Regions from separate parts of the Mus musculus genome. Here region 1 is linked to region 2. A link is a contact called in public HiChIP or PLAC-seq data. All regions are on one chromosome and are shown on one strand. The core of a region is the stretch at or near the end of the contact, and the rest is flanking DNA. Distances in the headings are between cores, read along the strand shown.

Region 1 (4,715 bases), core at 1,588-4,087, 260 kb before region 2:
AACTCGGTGTTCCAGGACATTACCACATCTGCTTTGGATGCACTGGAGACATCAGGCTTAGGTCTAGCCTGGCCTTTCAGCTCTAGACCATTCACTCACTGCAGCCAGTCTGGGGCAGAACTTATCATCAAGCTGTCTAGGTTTCAACCCCCTACACAGATCACCCATGGAAAAAAAAAAGGACTTATTTGAGCCTCAGTTCCTTGGTGCCAAGTCACAGAGATGCTGAGCTTGCAGAGGTCTCGGAGTGCGACCCTGTCTGCATCTACTGATGGGTGTTGGTTGCCCATCATCACCTGAGAGGCCTCTGGACAGGCGGTGTCTATACACGTTAATCAAATATTCATACCGCCTTGAGAAGCCTGGGGCACACTTAGCTCTAAAGGGTTTTTTGTTTTTGTTTTTTAAAATATATGTAAGTGCACTGTAGCTGTCTTCAGACACACCAGAAGAGGGCATCAGATCTCATTACAGTTGGTTGTGAGCCACCGTGTGGTTGCTGGGAATTGAACTCAGGACCTCTGGAAGAGCAGTCAATGTTCTTAACCGCTGAGCCACCTCTCCAGAGTTTATAAGAGCTCCAAGAACAAGAACAGAATGAGATGTTCACAGCATCTCAGCAGCTGCTTGGGGGCTGGAGAGATGGTCAGTCAGGAGTCTGACTCCTAGCCTGTCAGGTGACTCACACGCAGCAGGTCTAGCCTCTGTGGAAACCTGTACACACACACACACACACACACACACACACACACACACACACAAGCAAACAATAAGTAACTTAAAACAAACAAACGGCAGCAGTAACAACAACGAAAACCAAGTGTAGACACACCAGAACAATGGGAAAAAAAGAAGCCAGGCGGTGATGGTGCACACCTTTCAACCCAACACTGAGGAGCGACTGATGGAGGACCCCTGTGAGTTCAAGGCCAGCCTGCTCTATATAGCAAGTTCCAGGACAGCCAGGGTGACACAGATAGAGACACCCCGTCTAAAAACAAAATTAACTGAAACAAAAATGGAGGGCATGGGAGGAGTTTGTTGAGAGCCCTTGATTATGATTTGATTGTGACACCATGGGGGTGTATGGGGTTCCACAATGAGAGGTGGGAGACACAGAACTTAAGGCAGGATCCTGTGTCAAATATTTTCAAACTTCTGGGGTGAAGATTTTCTTAGAAATCTGCTTAATGTCGGGCGGTGGTGGCGCATGCCTTTAATCCCAGCACTTGGGAGGCAGAAACAGGCGGATTTCTGAGTTCGAGGCCAGCCTGGTCTACAGAGTGAGTTCCAGGACAGCCAGGGCTACACAGAGGAACTCTGTCTCGAAAAACCAAACCAAACAAACAAAAAAAAGTAAGAAAATTAAAGAAAAAGAAAAAAAAAAAAGAAATCTGCTTAAATTTCACAGACTCTTAAAAGGTGTTTGCTTATACTTTAGAAGATTTAAATTTGTAAATTAGATATATACGTGTGTATCTATGAATGTGCGCATATGAGTGCAGGTGCCTATGAAGGCCTGAAGAGAATACTGGCTCCCCTGGAGCTGGAGTTACAGGTGGCTGTGACTGCCTGTGTGGGTGCTGGGAAGCAGGCTTGGATCCTGTGGAAGAGCAGCGAGTGGTTGCAGCTGTTGAGCCTTTGCTCCTGTTCATTACGTTCATCAGTCTCAGTTGGCTTTATCGTTTATTGTCTACAGAGTAAGCGGTCCCCAGAATGGACGGCTTCTCAGTGGCTCGGTCAGGCCATGGCTGCAGTCCAGGTGCTTCAGCCCATTCTGGATGGAAGGAGGAGAGATGGGAGTGCATGTGTGGCATCTGAGGATGGCAGCCTGTGGGTAGAAGGTGTGAGGTAAAGCAGGCAGGAAAGGGCTTGCCTAGAGTCCTAGCCCTTGGCAGGGTGTGGCTGAACAAAAATCCCATTTCAAAAAACAGAGCACTGCTAGCGTGTGCAAGGACCTGGGTTTGACCTTCAGCACAAACCAAAAACATGCATATACATATGCACATACACATACATATGCACATACACACAGGGTCTGGGAGATGGGTTGGTGGTTAAGAGCATGCAGAGGACCTGAGCTCAGTTCCCAACTGAGTCCAATTGCTTACAACTCTTTGATCCAGTTCTGGGGGGATCCAAAGCCACAGGTTTCTATGGGTACCTGCATATATGTGTACATACCTACACACAGACAGACGGGAACACACACATACACACACATTTAAAAGTAAAATAAATCTTCAAGAGAAGGGAAAAGGCCGGGTATGCAGCTCAGCCGGCAGAGCACTTGGCTAGCACCCCCTCAGCCGCTTAGCATCCGAGCTCCCACGAGCACCACATGAATCGGACACGCTAGCACATGCCTGTAACCCCAGCACTCGGGAGATCAGGAGGTCAAGGTTCTCCTCCAATGCATAGCCGGTTTGCGGGGAGTCTGCTGTACATGAGAGACCATCTAAGAACAGTCACACACAACCACGTGCCTAGCATGCAGGAGGTCCAGGTTCAAGCCTAAGCACACATGCAACTGTCAGGTACCACTGCCCTGCCGTGTGGAGACCACTAGTGCTGGCCTGCACGCCTTAATGGCAGTCACTCGACAACATCAAAGGTAGTCCTTGTATGGTCACCCCAAACCCACCAAGTCCTCATCCCTGCCCACACTCCTGGGTCCTGTGTCCTTCCTCTGTTGTACTGTGTTTCCCTCTTCCAGTGTCCTTATAAGAGTCTCACCTTTTCTCTGGGACTTGGCTGAAACCTGGCTTTATCCATATCAACAGGTCCTACTGTGCAGGAGGTGAGTCCAGAGTTCACCTGCTGCTCGGGTTTCCTGTTACACGCCCGGCTCCTTCCCACTGATAACTGTTTACAGCAGTTTACCTCTGCTCCAGTTCTCCCTCCCACACCCACCTCGCACCTTGGACTGGTTTGTTCTAGAATCTTACACCCTGTTTGTTCTCAGTATCTTCCTGACCTTTCACTCCTACTACTGCAGCCTTCTTCACCCCTTGGGTCTCCTGGACTCTCTCACCTTCTCTGTCTCTTCAGCCGGCCCTAAGTACCTCCCAGCCATTTTCCTGGTATTGCAGGACTCAGCCTTTGCCTTCCAACCTGCCTGCCTGATGCATCTCCAGCCTCTGCCCTCCCCGGTCGCATCTCTGATGAGTACAGAGAAGCCTCAGACCACAAAACATATTCTCACTGTAACACAGGGACTTCAGAGTCTCCTCTCACTGAACAGCTTTCCTTGTCTGTCTAGAAACTCTTCTGTGTCCTGGCTAGCCTGGCCTCACGCTCAGTGACAGTTATGCAGGCATTACCAAACATGTAACTCTCCTGCCTCATACCTATCTCTCCTAGAAAAATTCCTTTACCTTTGTGTTGCCACCACTGAGCTTGGCTTCCTTCCCCCAGCTCCCTTCTTCTTTTCACTTTCTGAGGTATGGCCTTGCCAAGATACCCAAGCTGCCCTTGAACTCACTCTGTATCCCTGGTAGGCCTGGAACTTCCTGGGCAGCTAAGATTACAGTCACTGTGTAACCCCAGGCCTACTTGTTGCCAACCACTTGAATTATTTCAAAGCATCTAGCAGAGAGGATATTTTGATTATTCTGAGCTCTCTCTATCTCTCTCTCTCTCTCTCTCTCTCTCTCTCTCTCTCACACACACACACACACACACACACACACACAGACATGCGCGCGCGCAGAAGATAAATGTCTACAGAGATTGATATACCAATTGTTCTGATGTAATCATTCATTACCTACCATGGACATGTATTGAAATGTCACCCTGTGTCCATAGTATGGCTATACAATCACCATGTGACAATTAAAAGTTTTTACAAGCCAGGCATGGTAGCGCACACCTTTAGTCCCAGCACTCGGGAGGCAGAGGCAGGTGGATTTCTGAGTTTGAGGCCAGCCTGGTCTACAAAGTGAGTTCCAGGACAGCCAGGGCTACACAGAGAAACCCTGTCTTAAAAAAACAAAAAAAAAAAAAGTTTTTACAATAGTTTTTAAAAGGTGAGAAAAGAGGTTTGTGAGGTGGCAGTTGTTACAGCCAGTATGCTTATACAAGGTGTGATTATTACTAATTACACACAGGGGAAGATGTTTAGAAACACCTCAGACAGGGACCCATCAGGGCCTTGGACGGTACCAAGCGGTGTCAGATTCCGGGAGATGATCACAGAGCTGGTGCTGTTCCACACCAGTCTCCTGGCTGGCTCTAGATGTAAAACATGGGAGAAAGGTTCCTCTGCCCGACCTCTCCTTTGTCCTCAGAACTTTCCACCTGGACACAGTGCACTGCACATGTTTGATGGACCTTTGTATCCGCCAGGACTTAAGGCCTGGCCCAGGAAGGATGAAAGCTGTGTACCTCCTGCTCAGGGGAAAGGTCAGGACAGGCATGGCCACACTCAGCCAGCTCAGGGTTCCACCCACGGCTCGCTCATCAATTCCTTACTCCACATCACAGTGGCACATTAAAATCCTCAGGAAATGCATAAAAACGTTATGAGAAAAGAAGGCAAGCACAAGATGGAGCACGGCAAGCAGAAGGTGGAGCACAGCAAGCAGAAGGTGGAGCACGGCCTTAGAGAGCACCAGGCCAGCACACGATGCTCAACGAGGCCGACGTGAGCGTGCGCGCCCACACAGTGAATGAGGAGGGTGTTTGTGTTTTTTAAGATTTATTTATTTATT
Region 2 (4,482 bases), core at 130-2,629:
CTCTCTCCCCATTCCCTTCCCTGACAGCCTCCGGCCACCCCAGGACCTCAGAGTCGGCTCTGGAGCACACAGACAATGGGCTGATTGTTGTAAGATTCTGTCATGCTCTTTGAAACATTCCTCATGAAAAGAACCATACAATGTGCAAACAGTGGCAGACAGCACAGGGTGGGGCAGGAGGAAGGCAAGCACCAAAAAGCCACCACCAATAGCATCTAGCCCAGCAGGGGGACCTACTGTGTGCCAGGCCCTTCTCTAAGCCTGTCCTAGGAACAGCTCTAGAGAGCTGAAGAGGGTCTGTGGGAAGGCTTAGGGTAGCATGGCAGGGGGCTGGGGGGAGGCGCAGGGTGGCATGGCGGGGGGGGGGGGCTGGGGGAGGCGCAGGGTGGCGGGGGTGGGGCTAGGGGAGGTGCAGGGTGGCATGGTGGGGGTCTGGGGGAAGGCGGAGGGTGGCATGGTCTTCCTGGTCTCTAGTCCAAGGCTGTTTTTTTTTTTTTCTTTTTAAGATTTTACTTTTTAAAAATTATAGGCATGTCTGTGTGTGGTACCCTAGGAGTCCAGAGAGGCATCAGATCCCTTGGAGGTGACATTTATCAGAGGTTGTAACCCCCAGACATGGGTCCTGTCTATGAGCAGAATGTGTTACCTGCTGAGCCTCCCCTACGGTCATGATTCTAAAATAATTCCAGGTCTTAAGAGATTAAAACAAAACAAAAGGGAAAAACAAACAAACAAAAAAGAAAAACTAGGTGTGTGTAGGGGGAAACCCCTCATTTAGGGCCCCAGGCTGGCCTAGAAGGGACTCTCCTGCTTCAGCCTTTCGATTGGCTGGGATTGCAAGTGTGCACTGTGCACCCAGCATGGGTTAATGTTTTCTTCTTAGCAGATAAGGTGCTTTGATCTCTGCATAGTTACCATCCCTGTGCTGAGTAAGACAAGGCCTTCAAGACCCTGGAGACTCTAATGACTTCCAGGACAGTTACTGTGGATCGGGCCTGTGCACACTATGAACACACTGAGGCCAGGGGTCAGGCCTGAGGCAGTCTTAAAGCATAAGTACAGCCTGGGCTTCGTAGATGTCAGTGGTTTTAACTAGACACACCCAGAGCACAGGCTGGGCGACAGATCAAAGGTCATGCTGTGGCCTGAGATGCAACTGCAGTCGAGAACAGTCCCCACAAGGGGGATAGGATACACACTTGCCGCTGCACCATGCCTTTCTGCCACCTCCCAACTGGCCCTCAGGCAGGGCACTACCCAGCTCTGGCAGGCAGTCAAGCCAAATCTTGGTTTCTTCCTTTTTCTTAGCCCTGGGGTAAGACGTTGGTCTAGGTCTGAGCTCAGTCTGCAGAGGCCAGCCCAGAGTGGAAGCGGGTGGAAAGAGCTGGCTAGGGCATTTTGTGAACATTCATAACAAAACCAAGGCTTGGCAGGCGCTGGGCCACAGAGGGTATATGTGCACGTGACACAGACAAAGAATGCCCTTTGCCATTTGCCAGGAAAGCTTTTTAGAAAAACAGGGTGTGCCACGGTTACTGTAGCAACCCCCCACCCTCTGGGACATAAGTGACAGAGAGTATGGAGGAGGAGGGAGCCTCATAAATTGGGGTAGAAACAAGAGTATTCCTGGGAAATAAGTGACAAGAAGGTGACATATGCTGGACAACAAAATAAAAGTATACTTCAGAGACTTGAGGACAGACTTGAGTGCCTCCTCCCTGAGTCCTAGAATGTGCCCAGTACAGAGAACAGCTGCTCTGCAGAGCGGCCAGAGCCCCTAACCATCTCAGGAAGTGTCAGCAGTGTGCCCGCAGACACTTGCCACAGTGCCTATGCCTTGGCTATGCTAGGGGTAGCTCCATTTACTATCCACAAAGCCTGTTGTCAGCATGAGTCACATCCTGCTAACGCCTCTGTCAGAAAACATCTGCAGTATCCATGGCCACCAGGTGGGAACCTAAGCAGAGTAGCTAGTTCCAGGGACTCAGACTACGGCAGGGGAACAGGGACAGAAAGCCCAGTGGGGCCGAGGACACTTGCAGAATACTTAACTGGCTGTAAGAAGGGGCTCCTGAGTGATTTGAAGACCCCTGGACTACACCCAATACTGTTCCAGGCCCGTGGGGCAGGCAGCTGTCAGGAGCTAGAGCACTGGAGAAGCCCGTGAGTTGGCTAGTCCTTTGAAAGCCATCCTGTTGAAGAGTTGACTTACCACCCACTCCTCAAAGAGAAGAGTACTCACCCTACGCAGGTGACAGTGCACTGTGCCCGCCACGAGAGGGCAAATAACAGACTATGTCGGCTACATCGAGAGGTCCTTTCGTCAAAACAGACAAATGTAAAGGAACACCTATTCTCAGCAGTGTGCGTGCAACCTCTAAGGAACCTGCTTAAGGGGAAAGCCAGGCAGGAAAGCAATGATCCACCAGGCGCTCAGCCTGGGGCAACTCTGCTCTCAAAGGGACACTTATCGGCAGGCTGCAACTCTGTCAAGCATCCTATCACGCAAGGAAGGCCTTCATAACACAATGACCCAGCCCAAGTGGTTGTCAATAAGCCTCATTTATATGAAACTGTTAAAATAGGGCTGAACTTCCATCAAGATCACATCTTGCCAGGCATGGAGGCGCACGCCTTTAATCCCAGCACTCGGGAGGCAGAGGCAGACGGATTTCTGAGTTCGAGGCCAGCCTGGTCTACAAAGTGAGTTCCAGGACAGCCAGGGCTACACAGAGAAACCCTGTCTCGAAAAACCAAAAATAAGTAAGTAAGTAAATAAATAAATAAAGTCTTACTTGAGACTGAAGGAAGACACCGCCTGCACAGGGGACCTGAGCACCAGGAACCATTAGGAAGGATAGGAAAGTGGAGGTGTTCCCCTTGTAAAAGATGTTTGTTTGGTACGGCTATCACAGATACAAATGTCTATCAAATCCACCAATGGCACACTTTTACTCTTTGAATTACATCTCAGTAACGCTATTTCACACACACAGCCCAGAAGCAGAGTGTCATGGCAGTTCCTGTAATACTAGATCTATGAGAGGCTAAAGTATAGGACCAGCAGGTCAAAGCCAGCCTGGGTTACACAGGAAGAGGACAGACAGTCCAAAGCCAGCCTAGGCTACGTAGTTTTAAGGCAAGTCTATGCTACATACACTAATCTTTAAAAAAAAAAAAAAGTCAAAACAAACCCAGAGGAGAAGAGCCAAGCTGATTATGGAAGAAGTCCAGTTGATGCACCCACATGTGCACCACTTCTGACCCTGTTCATGTGAGTGGAGCGCACTGCCGTACTGGTTCATGGCCAGGTTGTTCTCTGGCCTAAACCTTGAAGTTTCTCGGTGGTGAACAGCAGAGTGAAGTGGGACCTAGATGGAAGCGGCTTCAGCTTCCACTACACCTGGCCTTGTGTATCACCCACCGCCGAGGCTGCTGGCTTCTGATTAGATGTGTGCTGTGCCTCCTCTGCCCTTAAGCTGTCATATCCCGTGTCATTTTCTAAAGAACAAATTCTAGTGTTTAAGGAAGCCCTGGTTTTAATTTGCACGGGTCATGTAAATGTGTTTGAGTGTGCATGCGAGTCATTTGTCTGCACGTTCCTACTGAGGTCTGCAAAAACAGGGCATTGGACTCTCCATACCTACAGCTACAGGAAGTTGTGACACTCCCAACACGGATGGGAAATGAACCTGGATCCTCTGCAAGAGTGGCCCTGAGCCATCTCTCCAATCCCTGGGTTTTTTTTTTGTTGTTGTTGTTGTTTTTGTTTTTTTGTTTTTTTCAATAAGTCTTGAGCTCTGTCCATCAGAGAACCCAGAATCAATGCAGAGTCACTATGTTCTTGCCCAAGACAAAGCAGAATGAATAATTCCTAGCACTTAGTTATGGAAAACCAGTCACTCATCAACAACCCACAGCACAAGGGCACCTCTTGGAAAACGGGCAGGTGGGCGGGACACTGGAAGACCACTTTCAAGCCAAGTTTCTGGGCTTTGCGTCCCCAGGGCTGGAAAGCACGGGCCCTGAATGTACTTGTGGGGATGCAGTGTCCTTTGGGAACAGAACTAAACAAAGCAGAAGCACACTTGTCTCAAGATCAGCACAATGGCCAGGGAGCAGGAGATGGCTGTTGCAGAGGAAAGGCTGGACCTGACTGTGGATACCAGGAACTTCCCTTGGCTCAGGGTTTTGGAGCTGATACCAAGACCATGGCCAAACTCAGGAGTGGAGTGGCTTTCTAAAAGGGTTGAAGTGCTGAGGCGCACAGGGCAGGAATGGAATTTGGTTTCCCGCAAGTTACTCCGCTCTCCAAAGTTACCAAGGGCCACATGGGCCAACATTGTGAGACATGTTCCTGCCTGGGGACAAGGCAAAGTGCCAGCAGAGGCCCCATGTTGACTACTTTAGCAACATGAATATCGTAGTCAGGGTAAGGGGATACAAAGACAGAGAGGTCAGGCCCAGGGCACCAGTGAAAGA

The links. HiChIP or PLAC-seq counts read pairs in DNA pulled down with a chosen protein or histone mark.
Region 1: a contact with region 2 is called in a FOXA1 HiChIP or PLAC-seq map of pancreatic cancer cells. The contact joins two enhancer-like sites. A contact is called at or near these places in 4 of 484 Hi-C or Micro-C datasets (CD4 T cells, the G1E-ER4 cell line, double positive thymocytes and 1 more), 2 of 115 datasets of contacts at active chromatin or transcription factors (double positive thymocytes and pancreatic cancer cells) and 1 of 9 other capture datasets (pancreatic islet).

What each region holds. Positions count from the first base shown.
Region 1 is chr11:116,209,068-116,213,782 of GRCm38.p6, reverse strand. All of the region lies in intron 3 of Ten1 (TEN1 telomerase capping complex subunit), which reads right to left. Among named protein-coding and RNA genes, the nearest start is that of Acox1, 12 kb to the right of the region's middle. Within about 2 kb of position 2,837, at least 26 of the 459 cell types and tissues checked have an H3K27ac peak or open chromatin away from gene starts, as enhancers often do. A contact at or near this core is called in pancreatic cancer cells, where this site is marked.
Region 2 is chr11:115,952,283-115,956,764 of GRCm38.p6, reverse strand. All of the region lies in intron 4 of Sap30bp (SAP30 binding protein), which reads right to left. Among named protein-coding and RNA genes, the nearest start is that of Gm39474, 12 kb to the right of the region's middle. Within about 2 kb of position 1,379, at least 176 of the 459 cell types and tissues checked have an H3K27ac peak or open chromatin away from gene starts, as enhancers often do. A contact at or near this core is called in pancreatic cancer cells, where this site is marked.